Regions from separate parts of the Neogale vison genome. Here region 1 is linked to region 2. A link is a contact called in public Hi-C data. All regions are on one chromosome and are shown on one strand. The core of a region is the stretch at or near the end of the contact, and the rest is flanking DNA. Distances in the headings are between cores, read along the strand shown. Region 1 holds the start of LOC122904168 (profilin-1). Region 2 has its middle 35 kb from the start of PDIA4.

Region 1 (6,873 bases), core at 603-3,102, 47 kb after region 2:
CTCAGATCAAGAGTCAGATGCTCAACTGACTGAGCCACCCAGATGCCCCTACCTACTCCTCATTTTATAGCAATAGAATCACCCTTATTGAAATGATTACCAAATCTATAACTCTAGATTCACTGTCGGGGTTAATTTCAGTCATGTTACATTATCTCTTATGTTTTTTTCCACTTCCACATTGATTCGTCTTGTCAACTAACCCATTTCCATGAACGGTGTCTCTGCCTTTTCCTTGCCCTTGTCTTTCTCTTCCCTTCCTTTCTTGAACCACTCCTTTCCAAAATCACTACATGGAGCCCAGTGAGGTAAGCATCCCCACCAGTGGGAGGATTGGGGGGATTGGGGCAGCCCAGAGCAGAGCGTCAGAGCAGCAGGGGTGATCAGGGCAGGGAGCAGTGGCCATGTGGGATGGCTTACATACAGGGGGGCTGGCCAGATAAGTAAATATATTAAGGATAATGAGCGCAAAGCTTCTTCTTCTTCTTCTTCTTTTTTTTTTTTAAGATTTTATTTATTTATTTGACAGACAGAGGTCTCATGTAGGCAGAGAGGCAGGCAGAGGGGCAGGGGAAAGCAGGCCCCCGCTGAGCAGAGAGCCCGATGTGGGGCTCGATCCCAGGAACCTGGGATCATGAGATCATGAGATCATGACCTGAGCCGAAGGCAGAGGCTTAACCCACTGAGCCACCCAGGTGCCTCAGCACAAAGCTTTATACTGTCTAAGACAGAGTTACAAATATGAGAAGGGAAAAAACTGGAAAGGACACTGCGGTGTCAGACTGAAATTGACAGTATTGCTGGGCAATCATTTTTTACTTTTTTTTTTTTTTGAAGATTTTATTTATTTGAGAGAGAGAGAGTGAGACAGAGCATGAGAGGGAAGAAGGTCAGAGGGAGAAGCAGACTCGCCGTGGAGCTGCGGGACTCAATCCTGGGACTCCAGTGTCATGACCCGGGCCATCATTTTTAAAAAAGAGAAAGGGAAAGGAGTGTACATGTAAACATGTGTCTGCTATACGTATGCATGTCCTTGCTCAAGCCACTGAGACAGCCTGGGAGTAGCAACCCTCGAGGGGCAATGAGCACACCTAACACCAGACCTTGGCTTCTAATCCACTGCCCGCCGCAAGGAACCAGGGCTCCTCGTGGAAATGTTGGGCTCCAATGCTCAGTCAGGGAATCTAGGAGATGTGCCTGGAACGGCTTGTGCCAGAGAACAAAGGAAGTTGCTCAAGAATGATGGGAAGGGGTCAAAAGGACACAGAAACCCTGTGTAAGGGGAGCCCCCACAGGCCAAACTTGGGATAATTAGAGCATCGCAATAAATACAGATAGGAAAGGATTGTAAACCATTGGATAAAATAAGAATAAAATAGGAAACTGTGAGTCCATACAGATAAAAAATACATAGCTAAATTGGGGCGCCTGGGGAGCTCAGTTGGTTAACCCTCTGCCTTCAGCTCCTTGTGATCTCAGGGTCCTGGGATTGAGCCCTGCATTGGGCTCTCCACTCAACAGGGAGTCAGCTTCTCCCTCTCCTTCTCCCTCTGTGCTCTCTCTTCCAATAACTAAAATCTTTTAATATATATATATATACAGCTAAATAAATGAAAAATTTGATGAGGAATGGGATATTTGCATGGTTTCAAAGTACAGTCCCACAAAAGCACCGCATGTTTAATAATAACAAAGAAGAAAAAAAGTAACTTCACAGAGGAGAAATCTGGCAGATACTACCTTAACTAAGTGATCAAGGTGAACATCATCAGTAACGGAATGAATCAAAATCACGTGCATTGAGGTGGCGGTGCGAGGGCTGCTGCACAGCCGAGCGGAGCCGCGGTCCGGACGGCAGCGCGCGCCCCGAGCTCTCCGCCTCCCCCCGCCCGCCAGCCCGAGGCCCCCGAGCCCAGCCCGCCACCCCAGCAGCAGCGCCGAGAGCAGCCCCCGCAGCAGCGCCATGGCCGGGTGGAACGCCTACATCGACAACCTCATGGCGGACGGGACCTGTCAGGACGCGGCCATCGTGGGCTATAAGGACTCGCCCTCCGTTTGGGCCGCCGTCCCCGGGAAGACCTTCGTCAACATCACGCCAGCTGAGGTTGGTGTCCTGGTTGGCAAAGACCGATCAAGTTTTTTCGTGAACGGGCTGACACTTGGGGGCCAGAAATGTTCTGTTATCCGGGACTCACTGCTGCAGGATGGGGAGTTTACCATGGACCTTCGTACCAAGAGCACCGGTGGAGCCCCCACTTTCAACATCACTGTCACCATGACTGCCAAGACGCTAGTCCTGCTGATGGGCAAAGAAGGTGTCCACGGTGGTATGATCAACAAGAAATGTTATGAAATGGCCTCCCACCTGCGGCGTTCCCAGTACTGACCTCGTCCGTCCCTGCCCCCCACCACTCCCCATGGCTTTTGCACCCCTGTCCTTCCCAGACACACACATACACCATTTTTATTTTTTGGGCCATTACCCCACACCCCTTATTGCTGCCAAAACCACATGGGCTGGGGGCTGGGGCTGGATGGACAGACACCTCCCCCTACCCAAACCCCTCCTGTGTGTGGTTGGAAAACTTTTTTTGTTTTTTGGGTTTTTTTTTTCTGAATAAAAAAGATTCTACTAAAAAAAAAAAAAAAAAAAAATCACGTGCATTGAGAACACAGCACAGCTCCCTGCCGTGGGCAAATAACCCAAACCACATCCCAAAGACACAGCAGACACACCCAATCTAAGGGGCATTCTACAAACAACTATCCTGTATTCTTGAAAAGCAGGAAGGTCCTGATGGCTTAACGTTGTCTCTCTCTCTCTCTTTTTTTTTTTTTTTAAGATTTTATTTATTTATTTGACAGACAGAGATCACAAGTAGGCAGAGAGGCAGGCAGAGAGAGGAAGGGAAGCAGGCTCCCTGCTGAGCAGAAAGCCCGATGTGGGGCTTGATCCCAGGACCCTGGGATCATGACCTGAGCCGAAGGCAGAGGCTTTAACCCACTGAGCCACCCAGGTGCCCCATCTTTTTTTTTTTTTTTTGTCCTAGAAACTTCCTGGGGGCCGAACAAGCAAGCTGCAACACCTGAATGTTCTTTCTACTGCCCACGTTCCCAGGGCTACATGCTAGTAGGTACCTGCTCCGAGCCCCAGGACTCAACAGGTGACCGTTACTACCTAGTGAAGACGGTCAACTTCTCAGACCAGGACACTCATTACGTCCCTCCCTTCCACGTTTTCATCTTTACTACATACAACCCCCCCTTCTCTCAACAATTTCCTTGTCTCTTGGGACCCTATTTTGTAAGAGGAAACTCAACTCCAGACACCTTAAATAAGAGGGAGAGGTCTCTGGTTCGCATAACTGGAGAGCCAGGGGTGGTAGGAGTTCAGGCACAGTTTACTCCAGGGCCCAACAGGAAGAACAGGAAGAGGTCTCCCGGTCTCTCAGTTCTGCTTCCATATGTTGGTTGAGAAGTTCTTAGGGTCACATCCTTCCTCATTCCTACCCAGCAGGAAAGAGGGTGTTTCCCCCCATGTAAGTCATCCTCACTGAATAAAAAAGTTATGACATGATTTTCAAATAGTAAAATTGCAGGCATTTTCTCTTCTCCCTGCAGGAAAACCCTAAGGGGCTGGAGAAAGGGGATCACTTTCTGTGCAGTTACACTCTTTCACGCCTGTGTGGATCACTTCCTAAACCACTGCTGAATCTTCAACAGCAAGTGACTCAAAAATAAATGTACATGACTTTAAAAGTCATTGGAGGGGGCGAGTCAGAGAATCCTACCTGGACGTCAGAGTAAAGTCTGGCCAAGCAGCAAACAGAATTGCTGAAACCTGGTTGGTCTTTGACTGATGAATTACTCTCAAATGTTCAACAAAAACACATCAGGCCTAGAGAGATCAGTCTCATAGATATTCCTCATAACATGTGAGAAAAGTTCCTTCTTGGGGTGCCTGGGTGGCTCAGCTGGTTAAGTGTCTGCCTTTGGCTTGGGTCATGATCTCAGGGTCCTGGGATCGAGCCCCGCATCGGGCTCCCTACTCTGCAGGGATCCTGCTTCTCCCACTCCCACTGCTTGTACTCTCTCCCTATCTGTCAAAAAAATAAACAAAACCTTTTTTTAAAAAGTTCCTTTTTTTTTTTCCTTGAGAGAGAAAGAGAGCACTCATGGGGAGATGGAGGGTGGGCAGAGAGAGAGAGAGAGAACCCCAAGCAGGCTCCACGCAAAACATGGAACCCAATGTAGGACTCAAGCTCACAACCCTGAGTTGGTGACCCAAACCAAAATCAATAGACGGATGTTTAACCGACTGAGCCAACCAGGTGCCCCGTGAAAAGTTCCTTCTTCCGCTCATCCAGATTCTCCTCCATCGGTGCTTAGAAACAGATGGCTACATCATCAAAAGGACACTGCCACCTGGAGCCACAAACACACCTGCTTTAGTCTCAGGACGGCTCCACACCTGTCCCCATCAGAAATGTTTAGAAACCTTCTACTGTTCCTATCATTAAGGGTTCTGACACGGATCTTGAGAAGCCAGACTTTTCAATGTGTAAGGCAGGCGAGGCTTTGATGACATAATTCCAGGAAGAACTTTTGACTCTCCTGGCCCTCCTTCTACAAGTTAACAGACACTTCACACAAACAAGACACTCACCCTGGCAGAGGTGGAATGTTGAATACGCAGGTTCTCATTTCAAGAAGAAAACGTGTGTCTTGGAGGGACCCATAAGGGAGTCAGGCAGTGGAATTGCCACAGACACTCATTTCTAACTGGAGGAACACAACCTGAAATGGATAGTTTGATTCAATTAAATAAGCCTTTGAGTACATACCATAGGACACCGTCACATCCTACAGGATGTAGTCATGTCAACAAGGTGCAGTAGTGAGGGATAAAGGCTGCACAGAACTGTCTTCAACACTTTCCAGGAGATATGTTTAAAACACCTGTGTTCGCCCCAAGCCGCAGCTTTGAAGCCTGAACAACGAAGTCGGTAGCCCCGACCCAACTCGGCTTAACTCAGCCTCACCCAACCCAATCTGAGACTCGCCTCTCCCTGGGCTTGGAACAGCTCTCTGATCTTAGGCTTCTCTGCAATTTCAGCTAGAATGCTGTGGCGGGCCCTTCGCAGAGTGGGTCAAAAGCTGGTACACAGATGGGCGCTGGAGCCAGGCATGGCTGAGACTCGCCTTGCCCGATGCCTGAGCACCCTGGATTTAGTGGCCCTGGTTGTGGGCAGCACCTTGGGTGCAGGTGTGTATGTCCTGGCTGGTGAGGTGGCCAAAGATAAAGCAGGACCGTCCATTGTGATCTGCTTTTTGGTGGCTGCCCTGTCTTCTGTGTTGGCCGGACGGTGCTATGCGGAGTTTGGTGCCCGAGTCCCCCGTTCTGGTTCTGCATATCTCTACAGTTATGTCACAGTGGGTGAGCTCTGGGCCTTCACCACGGGCTGGAACCTCATCCTGTCCTATGTTATAGGTACAGCCAGTGTGGCCCGGGCCTGGAGCTCGGCGTCTGACAACCTGATTGGGAACCACATCTCTCAGACCCTGCAGGGGAGTTTCTCACTGCATGTTCCCCATGTCCTTGCAGAATATCCAGACTTCTTTGCTCTGGGCCTTGTGTTGTTGCTCACTGGATTGCTGGCTCCGGGGGCTAGTGAGTCAGCCCTGGTCACCAAAGTGTTCATAGTGGTGAACCTTTTGGTTCTCGGTTTTGTCATCATCTCGGGCTTCATTAAGGGGGACCTGCACAAATTGGAAACTCACAGAAGAGGACTACAGACTGACCATAGCTGGCCTCAATGACACCAATAGCTTGGGCCCCCTGGGCTCTGGAGGATTTGTGCCTTTCGGCTTCGAGGGGATTCTCCGAGGAGCAGCTACCTGTTTCTATGCATTTGTTCGTTTCGACTGTATTGCTACCACTGGCGAGGAAGCCCAGAATCCCCAGCGTTCCATCCCTGTGGGCATCGTGATTTCACTGTTCGTCTGCTTTTTGGCGTATTTTGGGGTCTCTTTGGCACTTACCCTTATGATGCCTTACTACCAGCTTCAACCCGAGAGTCCCCTGCCTGAGGCATTTCTTTATACTGGTTGGGCCCCTGCCCGCTATGTTGTGGCTATTGGATCCCTCTGTGCTCTTTCTACCAGCCTCTTGGGTTCTATGTTCCCCATGCCTCGGGTGATCTATGCGATGGCAGAGGATGGCCTCCTGTTCCGTGTCCTTGCCAGGGTCCACACAGGCACACACACCCCCATCGTGGCCACTGTGGTCTCTGGTATTATTGCAGCATTTATGGCATTCCTCTTTGAATTCACTGATCTTGTGGACCTCATGTCAATTGGGACCCTGCTGGCTTACTCTCTGGTGGCTGTTTGTGTTCTCATCCTCAGGTATCAGCCTGAGTTGAGGAATGATGAAGATGAGGTGGAGTTACAGGAGGAGAAGCTCCCCAAAGCAGAGAAGCTGACCCTGCAGGGACTCTTCTGTCCTCTCAACCCCATCCCCACTCCGCTCTCTGACCAAGTTGTCTATGTGTGTTCCTCATCGCTTGCCCTGCTCCTGACTCTTCTTTGCCTGGTATTGGCCCAGTGGCCCATCCCACTGCTTTCTGGAGACCCGGTATGGACCGCAGTGGTTGTGCTGCTCCTGATGCTCATTACTGGGATCACTGGGGTCATCTGGAGACAGTCACAGTGTCCCACTCCTTTGCACTTCAAGGTACCTGCTTTGCCTCTCCTCCCACTAGTGAGCATCTTTGTGAATGTTTACCTTATGATGCAGATGACAGCGGGCACCTGGGCCCGAGTTGGGGTCTGGATGCTGATCGGCTTTGCTATCTACTTCGGCTATGGGAT
Region 2 (6,432 bases), core at 909-3,408:
AGGTGGCCTGCTTTTTATTATCATTATGCACTGGTAATTTTAAACAACGCCAGAAATAAAATTCTCCTCTCCCCAAATCTCTTGGTTGTCCGAGTTGTAAAATATTGCTGCTACTCTTGAATTTAATAAATATCTCTAAAATTGGGATTCGCCTATTTTAAATGCTCCCTTTAATACACATCCTATTCTGTATGGAAGTTAATTTGGAGAACCCTTGGGCATAGAGTCAACAAGTACCTGTGGACTCAGCTGGAGCATTTATTTGTCTGAGGAGGGAGTTCCTGTGGTTCCCCAGGATTCAACATTATGAAAAGTTACGTGGACATCTATGGACCACTTCATTCAAAAGTGGAATTTACATTCTTCTCTAGCGCGCATGGGACATTCACCAAGACAGACCAGTTCTGGGTCATAAAACACACCTTAACAAATTTAAAAGGCTAGAAATCGTAAAATGTCTGCTCCAGACCGCAAAAGAATTAAACTGCACTCCAGTAACAGAAAGATAGCTGGGGAATCCAAAATGCTTGGTGATTAAACAGCACACTTGCAAATAACCCATGAGTCAGAGAAGAAACCCCAAGAAAAATTTATTCTGTTCAATTTTGTTGTGATCCTAAAACTGCCCTAAAAGTTAAGTCTATTAACAACACTGAAAAATCGTAAGATAGTGATTGTTCAGACAAGAAACAGAACTTGAGAGACTTGATTTTTATCATCCTATGTCACCACTTGGAATTGTTATTTGTGAAAGCTTAATTTAAAATTAATTTAGATGAATTTTGAAGTTTTATTTTAAAATAAATTCGTTTAAATTGGTTTTTAAATTAATATTGATTTTTTTTTCCATTTAAAATTTAAAAGTCTATTTTCTACAGGCAGCCACAGGGGGAACTGCGAGTTATGATATTTTTATTTAGTAAGTGCAAATTTTAATTCATACGTGAAATAATTTACCGACTTTAGATAAAATCTTTAAAATGTACATTTCTTCCTTTTCAAATTGTCAGTCGCTTGTTTTAAAACAAACGAAGGAAAGAGCGATCAGTCCTGATGATTACAGGGGTAGGACTGAAAATATCGGTCGTACAGAAGAATGCTCCAAATGACCCCATCCGGGGTCAAGCAGGGGGTCGCGGCTGCTGGACCCGAAGATGAGAACTTCCCCCAAGCGCCGCGCGCCCACCTCTGGCTGTGCACCCGGGTCGGCAGACGGTACCCCGCGGCCCGCCAAGCTCCGGGACGCGGACGCGCGCTCAGACGGGACTGCGCAGTCCCGGCCGGGCGGGGGAAGGGCGGGGGAAGGGCCCCGGGAGACGCGCCTCCAGGTCCCGGGGGAAACCAAGGAAATTGCTCGTCCCACGACTTCTGTCTGCGGTTACCTCGCGCGTCTTTTCGGCCTGGCAGCATTGTAAAACTGACTTCCACTAATATGCCGTCTCGGCCTCCATGCACGTCCCCTTCTGTTCGCACGGGGGGACCCCCGGATCCTCTCCCGGGACGGGGGCTGGCAGCACCCAGTTCTCGTAGAAACAAAATCGCTTGGTGAGAGCGGCAGACCACTGCCATGGAGCCTGGCCGGTAAAGCACGAGCGAGGACGCCGGGCGGGTGAAGAAGATCAGGCCCCAGGCGGTCGGGCTCCGGGCTGGGGGCGCAGGGCCGCCGAGCATCCCTGCACCTGCGTCCCGGGAAGGGCAGTTCGGAGAGGCGGAAGAGATCCGCCCCCCACATGCCGTCCCCACAAGCGTCCTGCCTAGGAAGACGCCCTGACAAGACAAATGCAGATTTAAGGCAAATCGTGTCACTTCGGTGTACTTAACAGAACCGCCAGCACCCACCTTTTGGATTCTGGTGGATGTGGCCGCTACTTGTTTGCATGCAAATCACCCACAATGCTCTGAGCAGCCTGGCCCGGAGCTCTCTTAAGTCCATTGAAGAGAGAAAGACTTTTTTCTCGACAGAGTTGTCTCGTGTTTTTGTCTTTAAAATACGTGGTTTATATATGAAGACTTTATTTAGACGTTTAAAAGTAATTCCTACTATAATCACCCTAAGTGAAGAGAAGAAAGAACTTTGGAGACTTATATAACTGGCAATAGGCACCTTTTCTTCGGCTGGTCCGAGTGCAGTGGTGTTTACAATTAATTGATCACAGCCAGTTACAGATTTCTTTGTTCCTTCTCCACTCCCACTGCTTCACTTGACTAGCCTTTTGCTGCGCGGGGGGAAGGTAGGGGCCGCAATTCTTTCCCCCTATAGGCCAGGCAACTACTAGCTCCTGACTGACGGTTTCTTAAACACACCAGTAAACGCATTGTGCATGATGAAGACCTGCCAGGAGAGAGGACTGCTAGACAGCAGCATTTTGGGGTCTGCATGGATCATGCTGAAAAGGAACGTCCTCTTGTCTCCAGATTTTCTTGGAAACAGGGGGAGCCAGGGTTTAGGTGACCTAGGGAATGAACCACGCTTCATGTGCCTCCTTATCCCCAGTGTCAGGTGTGCCGGAGCGAGGGCAGGAGAGCAAGGGGGTAGCATAATGGAGTGCAAAGAGCACAAGCAAGTTGCAAAGTAATTCGCATAGCATGCTTCTGCGTCACTCTGTAAAGCAAAACAATGTATGTATCTAGAAGTTTGTGTTCACAGAAAACACAGAGAAAGATGACAAAGGAAATCCCAAGGATGTTATGGCTTGGCAGAAGGGATGCTTTAGTCTCTTCTGAACCCTCGACAAACTGCCCGTGGACCCTTATGCATTCCGCTGACTCTGTGGTTCATGGTATTAGCTCCACACCCTGGGTCCACCAAGCTTTGCTTTTCCAGTAAAACATCAAGATTTTGGTATTGAAAAAAATCCCCTTTCCCTTTTCAAATGCCAGGTTTTTGCAAATCAAGATCATTTTGGCTTCAAACTACAGTGTATGCAAATACACTAGCAAATACACAGCAGAATATACCATGCAATATTTGGGATATACAAAAAAATCATTGTTATCTTAGCATCTTGTATTTTATTTGGCAACCCTATCTCAGTCACATGAGTCTCAGGAAAGAAGTAATGCTGGACACTGTTCCTTCTAGAGTTATTCTATTACTCTGGTCCGGCCATTCATTATTGCTTCTCAGGTATTATTATCTGGCTAGGAATCCTCAGGAGAGGAGACGCATCTCATCAAGACTAACGGGGTTGTGCAGTCCCCTAGCCTACAGGATGAGATTTTCTTAGGGTCAGAGAAACTGACTCTGCTCTCAAGTTCCTCTGTGTCCCTGTTGACGTTTATTCCACCATCAATTACTTATATCCCCTGAACCCGATCTCATTTTATTACCGACCTATCTGGAATTGCTCTAGATTTGTGTTTGAAGGACATGTTTCCATTGATTGGGTCACCACAGCAGTTGATTTATGGCTTTGTTACCATTATTTGTCAGGGTGGTGTTTTTTTTTAATGATTTATTTATTATTTTAGAGAGAGATACCAAGTGTGGGGGGAAGGAGAGAATCTCAAACAGACTCCTACCCGAGCGTGGAGCCCGCTGCAGGGCTCCATCCCAGGACCCTGAGCTCATGACCTGAGCCAAAATCAAGAGTTGGGGGCTCAACAGACTGAGCCACCCAGGCATTCCACTTTGTGGGTTTTTCACTGTGGGGTAGCAGAGAGAGCTCTTGAAGAAGAAAAGTTATGTTGGTCCCACAAGTCGTGAACTCTGTGGTGGGCCGTGAGCTACCCATGTGTTCTCAGAGACTCAGTTTCTTCATTTGTGGAATGGTAATGTCTGCCCCACTAACCTAACTGGGTTGTAAAGAATATTGTGAAATGAATAATATGAACATATTTTGCATCTTATAAAATACAGTACGAACTGGGGATTTTCTTTGGCAAGCGTGGAGCATTTGGCCATGGCCAGCAGACCGTTGTTTCCTCAGAGTATCACTCATTGCTCTTCAGCCATGGTAATCCTGTGTTAATTGCTGGGGTATGATCATAGCTAATCAATTGGCTTGAACAAGCCACTGTAGGTAAGGTGGTCCGCCTCGTATGTGTATCTATTACTGAGGAAGCAGGGCAGTGTACAGGAAAGGGCATGAGATTCAGATCGAGAACACCCACCGGAGCCCTTGGTCTCTAAATCCTAGGGTGCTGCTCATAACACTGTCTTACCTCCCTATGGGGTCACCTTGAGACTCCACAAGACAGTGCTCACAGAAGCACTAGGGAAATCCAGTGTGTTCCCGGATTGCCTACACCTATGAGAACCTATGAGAACAAACCAAATAGCTTCCTTTATTAGATACACATTTGTGGCCGGCATATGGCACTACACCTTGCTTCTGACCCTGTTAGGAATTACACTTCTAGGGTGCTTGGGTGGCTCAGTCCACTAAGTGCCTGCTCTCCACGCAGGTCATGATCCCAGGGTCTCAGGATCGAGCCTGCATCCTGCTCAGTGGGAAGCCTCCTTCTGGTTCTCCCTGTCCTTTTGTCTGCCTGCTTGTGCTTTATCAAATAAATACTCAAAATTTTAAAATAAAAAAAAAAAAAAGGAATTACACTTCCATTTCATAAAGGAGAAAGGTGAATCAGTGTCATGACCCCTGCTTACAGAGGAGGAGGCAGCTGAATGGGTCCCAAGGTTACACAAGAGTGTAAGGGCAGAACCAGGATGACGAAGGGACTCGGAGGCCCCACCTGAGTGTCCCACAATGCACTCTCCCTTCTCTACCTTCTTGTCTGTCCCCAGACTCCCGGACTTGGTTTTTCTTCTTCCTAAATGTTTCCTCCTTGAGAATGTCCATATCTCTGTCTTCAAAACTTAACGGGATTGCCAACTTTGAAATGTCTCCTAATTTTGCCCATTAAGTTGTGTCATCACATTTTAGTCTCTCATTCTGCGGATACTCAACACATTTAAAAATCCTTGCACATCATCAAAGACTTTTCCTTTGGTGTTTGGTTTGGTTTGGTTTGCAAATGACATAAGGAATACAGAAATCAAAAGAAACCCCACTCTAAAATAGAACCCCCCCCCCCGATAATCTAGCAACTGCACTACTAGGCATTCACCCAAAGGACACAAAAATACAGATTCAATGGGCACTTGCCCCGGATGTTTACAGCGGCATCATCAGCAACACCACACTGTGGAAGCAGCCCGTGTTCCTCCACTGATGATGGGATCAAGATAGGGTGTATGTCTGTACAATGGAATGTTACTCGGCCATCAAAAAGAATGAAATCTTGTCATTTGCAACAACACAGATGGAGCTTGTGTGTTCTGCTAAGTGAAATAAGTCAGAGAAAAACAAATACCATATGATTTCACTCGCATGTGGAATTTAAGAAACAAAACAGATAAACACAGGGGAAGGGGAAAAACCAGAAAGAGAAGGAAACAAACCATTAAAGACTCTTTATGCTAGAGAACATATTGCGGGTTGATGGAGGGAGGCGGGTGGGAGATGGGCTGGAGAGGCGATGGGGATTCAGGAGGACATTTGTCGTGATGAGCACTGGGTGCTGTTCGTAAGTGATGAATCACTGAGTTCATCACTGAACAGCATGTTAACTAACTAGAATTAAATAAACATTGGAGAAGAAAAAAAAGAGTTACTGGCAGGTAGCAGGTATTCAATAAAGATTTGTGGAATAAAAAAACACGCTATTAAAAAGTGAGAAAAATAAAGGCCTTTTTATTTCCTTTCCTTGATCTCTTAAAATATATATACTACCTTCATCATCTCTATTTGATTTGGGGGGCAGGGAGGAGGGTCTGTGTTGGCTTCCCCAAGCTCATCATTAGGTCCTAAAGGTGAAGGACTATATTTTAAAATATCGTTTTGTATTTCCAGCCCTTACCTTGATGATACAAACATAGCAGCACTACTTGGTAGTGTTGACTTAATTTTTTTTTTTTTTTTTAGGATTTTATTTATTTATTTGACAGAGATCACAAGTAGGCAGAGAGTCAGGCAGAGAAAGGGGGAAGCAGGCTCCCTGCTGAGCAGAGAGCCCCGTCTGGGGCTTGACCCTAGGATCCTGAGATCATGACCTGAGCCCACCGAACAGACTCAACCCGCCAAGCCACCCAATGGCCCCTTGACTTGACATTTTTATAAAGAAAAGTGGAGAACGAATTTAATGTGGTAGGGGGAGGGGGACTCAGCAAAAGACCAGTCAAGTGCAGTAGTGAGAAGGGGGGAAAGAGTAGAACAAGGAGTTCAATCTGTAACTGACTGTGAACAATCAATTGAGATGACTCACTACCTTCGGACCAGCCAGTTTCCTTCATACGGCTTGAAGTATTTAAGGCTCGAGACTTTGCCCATTTTTAGCTTACAGTGACATTTCGGTCATGGCCCATAAATAACTATATTCACAGTATCGATCATATGCATCCTTTAACAGTTCCTCGGTGCATCTCGTTATAAC

The links. Hi-C and Micro-C count contacts between places; a contact is called where the count stands out from the background.
Region 1: a Hi-C map of fibroblasts shows a contact between it and region 2, with 4 times the contacts expected there. The contact joins the promoter of LOC122904168 here to the enhancer-like site in region 2. A contact is called at or near these places in 3 of 3 Hi-C or Micro-C datasets (fibroblasts, muscle and tongue).

What each region holds. Positions count from the first base shown.
Region 1 is chr4:224,740,230-224,747,102 of ASM_NN_V1, forward strand. LOC122904168 (profilin-1) reads left to right here and starts at 1,853. Exons shown (of 1, transcript XM_044244642.1): 1 at 1,853-2,630. The coding sequence starts at 1,964. The coding sequence ends at 2,386. LOC122904169 (cationic amino acid transporter 3-like) reads left to right here and starts at 5,093. Exons shown (of 2, transcript XM_044244643.1): 1 at 5,093-5,766; 2 at 5,768-6,873. The coding sequence starts at 5,122.
Region 2 is chr4:224,692,768-224,699,199 of ASM_NN_V1, forward strand. No RefSeq gene overlaps it. Among named protein-coding and RNA genes, the nearest start is that of PDIA4, 35 kb to the right of the region's middle. Within about 2 kb of position 2,159, the one cell type or tissue checked has open chromatin away from gene starts, as enhancers often do. A contact at or near this core is called in fibroblasts, where this site is marked.